Linked DNA regions of Sus scrofa: regions 1 and 2 are each linked to region 3. The links are chromatin contacts, called in public Hi-C and HiChIP or PLAC-seq maps. All regions are on one chromosome and are shown on one strand. The core of a region is the stretch at or near the end of the contact, and the rest is flanking DNA. Distances in the headings are between cores, read along the strand shown. Region 1 holds the start of MYSM1 (histone H2A deubiquitinase MYSM1). Region 2 has its middle 96 kb from the start of JUN. Region 3 holds the start of JUN (Jun proto-oncogene, AP-1 transcription factor subunit).

Region 1 (3,943 bases), core at 1,136-3,635, 69 kb after region 3:
GGATGCAACATTACTGTAATTAAAATGTAAGAAGTGCATTGGCAGACTTTCCTTACAACATACTGAGAACAGTTTTTTCAGTAGCACCTTATGTGATTTCAGGGAATTGTGGAGGGAAAATAAAATAAAATGCAGTTTGCTTTCCTGGAACAATTCAAGCCACATCCAATGCTTGCCAAGTGTAGCCTTTAATTCTATGTCTGCATTCATCTATTATCTCACCTCTATTTAGATAAAGTGGTTTTCCTCCCCACTCACTGGCCTTTTTGCTTTTCAAATGGGAACTCTTTTCAATCCCTGGCAATCATTTAGCTGACAATTTGGATCATAATATAATAACAACATTAGTGAGCAGTTGTATGACACTTCCCACTTTTAAAGCACTTTACAAATCTGGGCTAATTAGCATGACTACTAACATGCCAGCTTTTTATGGATTAATATTGCCACCATACTTTGCTTTTTCAATAAAAATGCAGTGATCTTTTTTTTCACCAGAAATGGGAGAAAATGAAATGAATAAGCTATCAAGCTATCTCTCCAATAAATTCAAACACAATGTAGCAGAGATATGAGACAGACACTTGATTGATTGTTCCTCCAAAAACTCAGGAAAATTTACAGATATGGCAACTCCTGCTAATTCTGTTTTAGGATCAACAAAGGAAATAGAGTGTATTAATGAGGCACAGAAAGTTTGTAAACCCAAGACAAGTTTCCAGGCTTCAGAATACACTTTCCATTCATTTCTAGCCCTAAGCACCTCAAAGACATCAGAAATACCTGATTGTGATTTATTCTTAAACCAAGTGAGAAAATATCATAGTAACACAAAATACCCTATTCTTTCTGTGGTAAATGAAAATGTAACAGAGTAAGGGTAGAGTGGGAAAGACTTGTGTTGGAAACCCAGCTCTGGTACTCAACTATGTAACTATCTGAAACTTAGTTTCCTCATCTCTAAAATGAAAGTGACTATATTTATTTTATTTTATTTTATTTTAGGCCACACCTGCAGCATATGGAAGTTCCCAGGCTAGGGGTCGAAATCGGAGCTACAGCAGCTTGCCTATGCCACAGCCATAACAACACAGGATCCAAGCAGCGTCTGCAATCTACACCATAGCTCACAGCAACAACGGATCTTTAACCCACCAAGTAGGGCCAGGGATCGAACCTGCATCCTCATGGAGACTAGTCAGATTCGTTTCCTCCGTGCCACAATGGGAACTCCTATATATTTTTAATTTTTAAATTTTTTTTGTCTTTTTGCCTCTTATAGGGCCGCTCCCGCAGCATATGGAGATTCCCAGGCTAGGGGTCTAATCGGAGCTGTAGAGCACACAGCAACGCGGGATCCATTGCTCACGGCAATACTGGGTCCTTAACCCACTGAGCAAGGCCAGGGATCAAACCAGAACCTCATGGTTCCTAGTCAGATTTGTTAACCACTGAGCCACGATGGGAATTCCTCCTATATATTTTTAAATAAATAGTTAAATTTAAACAGTAGACCAGGCTTCGGGAGTGTATTCAACTGTGGGGTTATAGCCACTTCCTTGCAGGTAGGGTTGAGCTATACCCTTAAGGAGCCTCGTTCACATAAAGCCAGCAAACCAGGTGCATAGGCGCATGTGTGGGGAGGATTCATATTAGTCTCCCTGTTTAGGGAGGCCTTTATGCCTAAAGGCCTTGGGGCATATTGGAATTCTGTGCAGGACTTTCCTTCCTTCCATATATATTTTAATGCCTATTGATGCCTAATACTGGGCCAGAAAGACTTCAGTTCTGTATTATAGGAGACACTGTTCATATGGTATTTTGTGTCTAGGAGACATTTGATACCCTGTGTGTCCAGGTAGTACTACAAGGGTTCCTATCCCACTTGTTTTGTAAAGATCAATGAAAGGCATCTATATTCTACAGCTCTGACCATCTGGCCATGTCCATCTTTCTAACCTTGCTATTAATTACATCTAACAAATATCTTAGAAAGCCTACTCTGTGCCAAGCATGCCAATTACCACTGAGACTGGTCACAGGATAGGCCCTTTAGCAACAGGATAACTTAAGGATGGAGCACTATTCAGTTTCTGAGCACTGGATCTCTCTCTTTACAAAACTTTCTCTCCATCTTTGGCCACACAGTTGTATTACAGCTCCTCTTATGGCTTGAGTGCAAGGGTGCATTGGGGCCAACTCAGAATATTGTGGGAAGTGAATTCATTCCATTAATTGATTGATTCACTCATCAGTTCAATATTTATTGAGCACCAACTGTGTCAGACATCATGTTGAATGTTGATACCTTAAGGACTAGTCCAAAGACTAGCAGATACAGCCTTTGTCCTTAATGAATTCATAGTCAGATGGTGGAGGCAGAAAAATGAATTAACAGCTACAATAATGTGAATGATAGATGCTAAGGTAGAAGAATACATAAGGGTAATATTTAATTTCTTAAAAAGCCTTAAGTTCTTTGAGAGAAATGGTGTTTGTCTCTCACAGTTCCTAACAACACAATTTGTACAGGTAAACACTCAGTAAAGTGTCAAAAGGTCTGGATTTTGGTCCCAGTTCTGTCTTTGACTAGCTGTCCATCCTTCTCATTAGTCATCTCAACTTTCTGAGCTTCAGTTTATCTGCAAAGGGTGACTGATGTTATTGGTCCTGCTTATCTCACTGGGTTTTGGCGTTTTCTTTGTTTCTGTTTTTTTGGCCACACCCAGCGGCATGCGTAAATTCCTGCGCTATGGTCAAACTCTTGCCACAAGCTTCTGCAGCGACAACGCCGGGCCCTTAACCTGCTGTACCATAAGGAAACTCCCTCACCAGGTTATTGTGAAGATCAACGGTGATGAGTGATTTTTTAATTAACTGTAAAGATATCTACGAAATAAAATACACAATCCTAAGTTATATTCTAAACTCTTTCCTGAATATTAAAACAGATGTTCAGCATTTTTATAAGTGCTGAATGATTCTATTCTAAAAAATAAAAACCAGCAGATAAGGGTCGCTGTTGCCACTTTCACATTCAAAGTCCGTCTGGCTTGATCTTTTCAGCACTCCAGGTATTTAGTATAAACCCCATTTTACAAATTAGAGAAGCGAGGCGCCAAAGAATTTATCCAAGACCACAACGTCTTCAAAATCCAAGCCTGGGCCACTTGCCAAGGTCTTTACACGTCAACAAAAGTCAGAAGAATCCAGACCCAGGACGCTAATATCTTTTCCCCGAAAGCCCCGCTTCTTGAGCCTGGGAGGGGCCGGTCGACGCCTCAACTCCGCCCCGTGACGCACGCAGCCCCGCCTTCACGCCCTCCACCTCTCGCGGGATCTCTCGAGAGCACGGCTGGGGTCAGGTCCCATCATGGCGGCAGAAGAGGCGGATGTGGATGTCGAAGGGGACGTCATGCCAGCGGCGGCACAGTCTGGGTGAGACATAGAGACCGGGTTTTGCAGAGACGAGGAGGGGCGCGGATGTGAGAAGGGTACCCTAGAAAGGCTGGGGTTCCGGAAGGGTCCAGGGGAGCGAAAGACCATCCGCTGGGGCCGGGGTCTCCCAGAGGCCTGGGCGGCGCCGCGCCCATCCCGCCGCCCGGCTCTTCCAAAGCGCAGCCGGCGAGTACCTGAGACTTGGGGCGGACAGCGTTTTCTCCTTTTGCTTGGATGCTGTGAGGGCGCCGGTCGCCCCTAGCACATTGCGGGCTCTTAAGCAATTACTTCTTCCGTTAGTGTCACCCTAGAATCCGCCCCCTTGCCACCGCCCAATAATCATGAGAACAAGGGCTGTCCCTAGATGGGACCTGAGCGTAGGGATTCTGGTACCATCGCCTGCAAGCCCTGTGACCTTGGGTGTGTCGTTTTATCCCTACTCCCTATCGATTTTCTCTTCCACATAAGGATAGTTGTGAAAAACTTCCAGAGAGGTATCGTGACT
Region 2 (4,073 bases), core at 312-2,811, 96 kb before region 3:
TATGTGTGTGTATATATGTGTGTGTGTATACACACACACATATGTATACATATTCTTCTTCAGAATCTTTTCCATTTTAGGTTATTACAAGTATTGAATGTTGCTCCTTGTGCTGTATAGTAAGGCCTTGCTATTTATCTATTTTACATACAGCAGTGTGGATCTGTTAATGCCAATTCCCATTATCCTCCTCCTCCCCTCCTTCCTCTTTGGTAACTATAAGTGTGTTTTCTATGTCTGTGAGTTTATTTCTGTCTTATAAATTAGTATCTCCGCATCATTTCTCTCAGTTCCACATATAAGTGATATCCTATGATACTTCTCTTTCTCTGTCTGACTTACTTCACTCATTCATACTTAGACTTTGAAATGCAGTGTGTGTTTTACATGTACAAGCATCTCCATTCAGACCAGGCACATTTCAAGTGGCTGCTGGCTCCTAAGGTGAACAGTACAGACTGAGACTAATTTACACGCCCTTTCAGAGTGCTCCCCTAGCATCTTAAACTTACAAGTGCAAGTATCTGTTTACTTGACTTATGCACAAGCAACTCTCTTGAGGAGAGGAAAAGAGTGCTGTCCCCAGGGCCTAACATAGTACCTGGCACAGAGCACTCAATCAATACTTGTTAAACAAATATTATTCATTTCTCTGCCCCCAATGCCCAGCCCAGTGCTTGACCTTCAGTAGGCACTTAATAAAGACTTATTACATTAGTGAAGTAATAACCTGGTATTTTAATGGTAAGCGAATTTGTGACTTGCCAGCAGGTGAAAACCAGGCAGTTTATTGCAGAAGAGACAATGGTACCTTTCTAGCCCTCAAAGTAACACCTGCTATTAAGTCAAGTTTCCTTCACCACCTCCATCCCCCCAAACTGAGCTGGAGCCAGATGGTAGGCCTGCACATTCTGGTAAGATCACACAATGCCTGGCCTGCCGTGATAAGGAGGCCTATCAAGTTGCCATGAGCAAATAACACAAACTCCCAGCTAAGGCTTCATTTCTCTGGTTCACTGTATTCTATTTCTTCCAAAATTGACTCAGCACAGAGCCAGGTGAGAGGCTCTGAAAAGTTGCCAGCCCTTGTGCAATAGAAATCTAGGGAACTTTACAAAAATATCAATAAAATCCATAATGATGGGACATTTCAGCCTCAGCAGCATCACTAGCTAGCATGATGCCCCGAAGCAACTTGTGGCCCCTCCTTGAGCCTGAACTTCCTCACCGGTAAGCTGGGAGTGGCCGCACAGACTTCTTTGGCCTTGAAGTCACAAAGACCCTATGAGACCAGAGCTCCCTGCACGGGGAGGGCTCCCTGGACTTGTTCCTGCAAGGCTCTCCTAGGGCATTTGCAAAGTGAGACAGCATTATTTTTGTCTTGCCAATCAGCCACAAGCTGGATGGTTGCCTTACAGTTATGTAGAACTCCCCCGCCCCCACCCCCTTGTGGACAACTAAAACACAAACACTATTTAGAAAGATCTGGGCCGAGTCATCTCTTTGGAGCCTGGTGGCAGGCCAGGAGGCCGGTCACAAAGGCTGTATTCAGCGGGAAACAGCAGCCTGATGGGCAGGAGCCTTGTCCCAAACATTCTTTACTAGGCTTGGTGGGGGGTGGGAGTGGGGAGGGGTTACCAGTCTCCCAGTGTTTGTTGCTGCGTCTCCACAGCAACGCGTTGGTGGTAGTGAAACCTTGAAACTGCACATTGAAACTTGGGAGGTACTGCTAAGACAGGCCTGCTTGGGAGAAGGTTTTCTCCTGCACCTTCCCTTCCCTCTCTAACGGAAGAGTTTTCCGAGCTCCTTTCAAAAGGCATTAAAGAGATGCTATTATGCTAACAACACACAGCCCACTTACCTGCTCTAAGGAAAGTGATATGTGCAAAGACTGTAGCAGTTGCCCAGGACAGGTTTTAAGAGACTTACACCAAATTGAGCAGCCTTGTATGGTCTGCAGAGCTTAGCAGCATGGTGTGCTGACTCTGGTTCTGGTACAGGTAAATCCTGCTTACCTGAGGGACCTTGGGGAAGTCACTTTCAGTAACTGAGCCCTTTCTTCAGAAAAAAAAAAAAAAAAGTTTAATGAAATTAAACCCAATTCCCAATCCAATAAGCTCTTATTGATGTCTACCCTGAATTAGTGCTGGAATTGCAAAGTTAAAAACATGTAATTATTGATGGAGAGGGATAAATTGGGAATTTGGGGTTAGCAGATACACACTACTGTATATAAAATAGATAAACAACAAGGACCTACTGTCTAGCATTGGGAACGATATCAACATCTTGTAATAACCCACAATGGAAAAGAATATGTACATATATGTAAATGAATCACTTTGCTGTACACCTGAAAACACTGTAAATCAACTATACTTTAATTCAAAAAAAAAAAAAGGCACTGCATATGGCCATTGCCCTCAAGGAGCTCATGTAACCTGCCAGGCAGAGTTGTATTAAATAGTAGAGTGAATCACACCACATGCCTCCTGCCTGGCTCCCAGTGGAGACCGTTCATCTCAGAGAAGTTTATTTCTCTCCCTTCTTCATTCTAGGCCACTTCAGACAAAGCCCCGAAAGATGAATAAAAGCCCATGTACTTTCATAATGGTTCTACTTGTATTCAAGATACATTTACCAATTTGGACAAACTGGGAAGGAACTGATCTTTCATTGATTACACCTTATGTCTTCATTACAGCATGCTTTCACATTCCACATTCATTGGTTTTCTTAATTACCTGCTGAACTTGGAAGGGCAAGATGTTGTTTCCACCCTAGACTGAAGGTGCTGAGGTATGAAGGGAAATCATCTGCCCAGATCACAGAGGGAGATGGAGGCAGAGCTGGGATTCAAATTCTCGTTTCCCAGTTTCTTCCTTCAAAAAATATTTCTTGAGCAGCTACTAGGTGCCAACATTTTTCCAGATGCTGGGGTAATAGCCATGACCACAACATATTTCTATTAAGGAGCTTAAATTCCAGAGGAAAGAAGCAGACTGTTAACAATCTCATAGAGTTCCCGTTGTCAGTCAAGAATCTGACAAGTACCCATGAGGATGTGGGTTCCAACCCTGGCCTCATTCAGTGGGTTAAGGATCCAGCGTTGCTGTGAGCTGTGGTGTAGGCTGCAGATGTAGCTTGGATCCCGAGTCGCTGTTGCTGTAGCCCAGGAGCTGCAGCTCCAATTCGACCTCTAGCCTGGGAACGCCCATAATGCTGCAGGAGTGGCCCTAAAAAGAAAATAGAAAAAAAAAAAAAAAAAAAAAAAAAAGAACAATCCCATAAATACATACTCTATCAGGAAGTGATAAGCATGATGGAGAAAAAAACAAGCAGAGTGAAGAAAATAGTGATGCCCAGTACCATTTTCTATAGTGTCATCTGGGAAGGTCTTTGAGGATCCCTGAGAGAAGTGAGAAGCCAGCCATGTGGGTATTACAGTGGAAGAGAATCTGGATAGAAGGGAAAGGAAGACTTGAGGTCCTCTGGTGGGAACACGTTGGCCTGTTTGTGGAACAGCCAGAAGACCAGTGTGGCTAAAGCAAAGAGAAGAATGAGGAGACAGTCAGGAGATGAAACCAGAGAATAAGTGAGGGGTCCAGTTCATGACAGCCTCTTGGGGGATGGAGTGAACTTTGGATTCCACATAGAGTGAGACTGCGGCCATTGGAAGGCTTTTGACAAAGGAGTGACATGCTGTTCCCTGGCTTGGTGAGAGCTCCCTCTGGCTCAGCACGAGCTACCATCTGGAAGGAGCAATCATGGAGAGGGAGGCCAGTTAGGGGACTGTTGCAACAATTGAGGCAAGAAAGGACACTGGTACAGAGGGAGTGGTAGCAGTGAGGGGGTGAGAAGTGGCAGATTCTGGACCTATTTCTCAGAAAGAGGCAGCAGGATTTGCTGATGGTGGAAGGTGGAATTCGAACAAGAAGAGGCAGTAATGGTGCCACAGCCCTTGGCCTGAGTCACTGGGAGAATGAGGCTGCCATGTCCTCATTCTGGAAAATTCTGGGGGAGGAGCAGGTTGGGGAGTGATTGATATTAAAGAGTTTTTGCTTTAAATATGG
Region 3 (4,411 bases), core at 158-2,657:
AGCCCACTTTCACTCGCCCCCACAAGGGCCTTAACAGAGCCACCTTAAGGGCGGTGCTCCCGCCCCCCGGAAATGCGGGGGGGGGCAGGGACCTGGGCGCTTAGCCCGCCCCCTCCCCCCCGCGCGGCGGCGAAGTGCCCGCAGATGACATCGACCCCCTCAGTGACACCCGCCCAGCCCACTCAGGCCGAGCCATCGGGCCCGGTTCCCCAGCCTTCCGGGTCCCCGCATCCCCTGCCTTCCCTGAACTTGAGCCCGCCTCCTTCAGAGGCTGCGAGCCGCCGCCGGAGTCCGCCCAGCTTGCGGCAGCCACCGTCACTAGACAGTCAAACCCCAAGACGTCAGCCCACAATGCACCGGGCGGGCCAGGAAAGACGCGCCGAGGAGGGGAGGGGGAAGAGAGAGGCGCTAGTCGCGAGGAGAGGAGGGAGGGGAGGCAAAAGAAGGGCCCAACTGTAGGAGGGCAGCGGAGCATTACCTCATCCCGTGAGCCTCCGCGGGTCCAGAGAAGAATCTTCTAGGGTGGGGTCTCCATGGCGACGGGTGGGCCCGCCCTCCTGAGAGCGACAAGAGCCAATGGGAAGGCCTTGGGGTGACATCATGGGCTATTTTTAGGGGTTTACTGGTAGCAGATAAGTGTTGAGCTCCGGCTGGATAAGGGCTCAGAGTTGCACTGAGTGTGGCTGAAGCAGCGAGGCGGGAGTGGAGGTTCGCCGATTCAGGCAGGCAGACAGGCACCGTCAGTCGGGGCGGACTGCAAATCTTATTTTCTTTTCCATTTTCTCTCCCACGACCCGGAGCTAACGCCTGTGGCTCCCGGGCTGGTGTTTTGGGGAGTGCCGGGAGATCCCCTTCTCCAGCCGCCCCCAGGCGGAGAGCCCCGCTGCGCGGGCGCTGCTGACAGCTCGGAGAGCGGCCACTGTCCGCACGGGGAAGTCCGGAGACCAGCTGCAGCGGCGAGAAGTTTCCCGGCAAGGAGGACAGGGGACAAGTGGCCGCCGGGTCCCGGAGCGAACTTTCGCAAAGCTTCTCTCCGCCCGAAGCTGCCGCAGAGGCGGTAAAGAAAAGGAGGCGGTGGAGTGAGGAGGACGTGCGCTCCGCTCCGCTCGCACCGGTTGCTGAACTTGGGCGAGCGCGACCCGCGGCTGCCGGGCGCCCCCTCCCCCTCGCAGCGGAGGAGGGGACAGTCGTCGGAGTCCGGGCGGCGGAGACCCGCCGCGGGCAGGCCACCGCGGGCTTTGCGCTGCCTGCCTCCGCCTGGAAGCGAGTTCGTCCGCGGGCTCCGAGGAACCGCTGCTCCCGAGAGCTCACCGTGAGTGACCGCGACTTTTTCAAAGCCGGGAAGCGCGCGCGAGCGGACGAGTAAGAGTGCGGGCGGCGTCTCAACCTTGCGATCCCCCGGAGCGAGCTGGTGAGGAGGGCGCAGGGGGGAGGCCAGCCGGCGGGGGCGCGCGCTCTTAGAGAAACTTTCCTCGCTCACGGCCCCGGGAAGCGCGGGTGTCCCCCGTTTGCCAGCGCGCTGTTGCGGCCCCGAAACTTCTGCGCGCAACCCAAACTCACCCCACGTGAAGTGACGGACTGTTCTATGACTGCAAAGATGGAAACGACCTTCTACGACGATGCCCTCAACGCCTCGTTCCTCCAGTCCGAGAGCGGTGCCTACGGCTACAGTAACCCCAAGATCCTGAAGCAGAGCATGACCCTGAACCTGGCTGACCCGGTGGGCAACCTGAAGCCGCACCTACGGGCCAAGAACTCCGACCTCCTCACCTCGCCCGACGTGGGGCTGCTCAAGCTGGCGTCGCCCGAACTCGAGCGCCTGATAATCCAGTCCAGTAACGGGCACATCACCACCACGCCGACCCCTACCCAGTTCCTATGCCCCAAGAACGTGACTGACGAGCAGGAGGGCTTCGCCGAGGGGTTCGTGCGCGCGCTGGCCGAACTGCACAGCCAGAACACTCTGCCCAGCGTCACGTCGGCGGCGCAGCCGGTCAGCGGGGCGGGCCTGGTGGCTCCGGCGGTAGCTTCAGTGGCGGGCGGCAGCGGCAGCGGCGGCTTCAGCGCCAGCCTACACAGCGAGCCGCCAGTCTACGCTAATCTCAGCAACTTCAACCCCGGCGCGCTGAGCAGCGGCGGCGGGGCGCCCTCCTACGGCGCGGCGGGCCTGGCCTTTCCCGCTCAGCCCCAGCAGCAGCAACAGCAACCACCGCAGCCGCCGCACCACCTGCCCCAGCAGATCCCCGTGCAGCACCCGCGGCTGCAGGCCCTGAAGGAGGAGCCGCAGACGGTGCCCGAGATGCCCGGGGAAACCCCGCCCCTGTCTCCCATCGACATGGAGTCGCAGGAGCGGATCAAGGCGGAGAGGAAGCGCATGAGGAACCGCATCGCTGCCTCCAAGTGCCGGAAAAGGAAGCTGGAGAGGATCGCCCGGCTGGAGGAAAAAGTGAAAACCTTGAAAGCGCAGAACTCGGAGCTGGCGTCCACCGCCAACATGCTCAGGGAACAGGTGGCCCAGCTTAAACAAAAAGTCATGAACCACGTTAACAGTGGGTGCCAACTCATGCTAACGCAGCAGTTGCAAACGTTTTGAGGCGAGACTGTTGGGGGCTGAGGGGCAATGGAGAAAAAAAAAAAAATAGCAGAGAGACAGACTTGAGAACTTGACAAGTTGCGAGAGAGAGGGAGAAAAAAAAAAGAAGTGTCGGAGGACTAAAGCCAAGGGTATCCAAGTTGGACTGGGTTGCGTCCTGACGGCGCCCCCAGTGTGCACGAGTGGGAAGGACTTGGCTCGCCCTCCCTCGGCGCGGAGCCAGGGAGCGGCAGCCCGCGGGCTGCCCCGCTTTGCGAACGGGCTGTCCCCGCGCAAACAGAACGTTAAGACTTTTCTTTAACACTGACCAAGAACTGCATGGACCTAACATTCGATCTCATTCAGTATTAAGGGGGGGGAGGGGGGAGGGTTGCAAACTGCAATAGAGACTGTAGATTGCTTCTGTAGTACTCCTTAACACAAAGGGGGGGGTGGGGGAGGGGAGGCGGGAGGGAGGTTTGTGAGAGCGAGGCCCAGCCTGCAGATGAACTCTTTCTGGCCTGCCTTCCATTACTGTGTATGTACATATATATATTTTTTAATTTGATGAAAGCTGATTACTGTCAATAAACAGCTTCATGCCTTTGTAAGTTATTTCATGTTTGTTTGTTTGGGTGTCCTGCCCAGTTGTTGTTTGTAAATAAGAAATTTTGAGCACTCTGAGTTTACCATTTGTAATAAAGTATATAATTTTTTTATGTTTTGTTTCTGAAAATTCCAGAAAGGATATTTAAGAAAATACAATAAAATATTGAAAAAGTTACCCCTCCCCCAACCTCTTTTCTGCATTATCTATAGATTACTCGTCCAGGTGGAGTTGAAGGAGTTAAGAGGGTCAATTAAAATCACTCACAGTGCTGCTTGCTATCAAGCAGTGAAAACTGTTGTCTGCTGGACTTGAGAAATAACTGTAACTGATGCTCTGGTGAAGCTATACTCTTCCCTCCCCAACTATCTATATAGAGTTGCTTAACAAAGGATAGTGTGGCATTTTAGGAGGCTGAGGGAAGGGAAGTTATGATGCAGAGGGACAGCCCACTGGGGAGTCAAAACATTTTAAAGTTTGGATTATATCAAGTGGCGTGTGCTGTGACCATTTATAATGTTAGTAGAAATTTTAACAATAGATGCTTATTCTCAAAGCAGAAACAGTGGCAGATTTTTACAAAAGATGTATCGTTCCAATTTGGAATCCTTACTTTAACAATTCCTAGATAAAAGAGATGGTCTTTGCTTATGAATATTTATAACAGCATTCTTGTCACAATAAACGTATTCAAATACCAATAACAGATCTTGAATTCCTTTCCCTTTACTACTTTTTTTCTTCCCAAGCTCTATTCTGAAGCTTTTCTTTTCAGTTGCTGGGGTTAACATTACTACCATCTGAAGTTATTTGGTAATTAAGAAGCAAAGAATTTAGAAAAAGCCAACACAGAAGTTGCAATCTGGATGAAATATTCTCCCATTCTCTTTTCCTCTCTCTCCCCCCCCCTTCCCCTCCCTGAAATAAACACCTATGCCTAAACAAATCACCAGTATAACAGTTTACCATTTCAGAGTCTTCAGTAGTTTCTCAATTTGTTTCTAAGATAATCAACCTTGTTTAAATAATTATTATAGAATCAGTCTCAAAAGATGGTAATCTAGGTACTATAAAAAGATTCGAAAGAGAAAACATGAACAGCGACATGATTACATATGTAAATCACACATTCACTCTGGGGAGATGGCAAACTTAAATTCTATCTGCAGATATAACTTAGGAGATCAACAAGGCAGTACTCAACAAGGGAACAATTTTTGCTTGGTTGCTTT

The links. Hi-C and Micro-C count contacts between places; a contact is called where the count stands out from the background. HiChIP or PLAC-seq counts read pairs in DNA pulled down with a chosen protein or histone mark.
Region 1: an H3K27ac HiChIP or PLAC-seq map of alveolar macrophages shows a contact between it and region 3. The contact joins the promoter of MYSM1 here to the promoter of JUN in region 3. A contact is called at or near these places in 3 of 47 Hi-C or Micro-C datasets (blood, embryonic fibroblasts and mesenchymal stem cells) and 1 of 2 datasets of contacts at active chromatin or transcription factors (alveolar macrophages).
Region 2: a contact with region 3 is called in a Hi-C map of embryonic fibroblasts, with 3 times the contacts expected there. The contact joins the enhancer-like site here to the promoter of JUN in region 3. A contact is called at or near these places in 8 of 47 Hi-C or Micro-C datasets (alveolar macrophages, embryonic fibroblasts, fetal liver and 4 more) and 2 of 2 datasets of contacts at active chromatin or transcription factors (alveolar macrophages and skeletal muscle).

Annotation. Positions count from the first base shown.
Region 1 is chr6:153,752,824-153,756,766 of Sscrofa11.1, forward strand. MYSM1 (histone H2A deubiquitinase MYSM1) reads left to right here and starts at 2,386. Exons shown (of 20, transcript XM_021096571.1): 1 at 2,386-3,438. The coding sequence starts at 3,374.
Region 2 is chr6:153,588,445-153,592,517 of Sscrofa11.1, forward strand. No RefSeq gene overlaps it. Among named protein-coding and RNA genes, the nearest start is that of JUN, 96 kb to the right of the region's middle. Within about 2 kb of position 1,562, at least 46 of the 83 cell types and tissues checked have an H3K27ac peak or open chromatin away from gene starts, as enhancers often do. A contact at or near this core is called in embryonic fibroblasts, fetal liver, omental adipose tissue and 1 more, where this site is marked.
Region 3 is chr6:153,685,018-153,689,428 of Sscrofa11.1, forward strand. It overlaps JUN (Jun proto-oncogene, AP-1 transcription factor subunit), which reads left to right and starts at 1,408. Exons shown (of 1, transcript NM_213880.1): 1 at 1,408-2,618. The coding sequence starts at 1,586. The coding sequence ends at 2,593.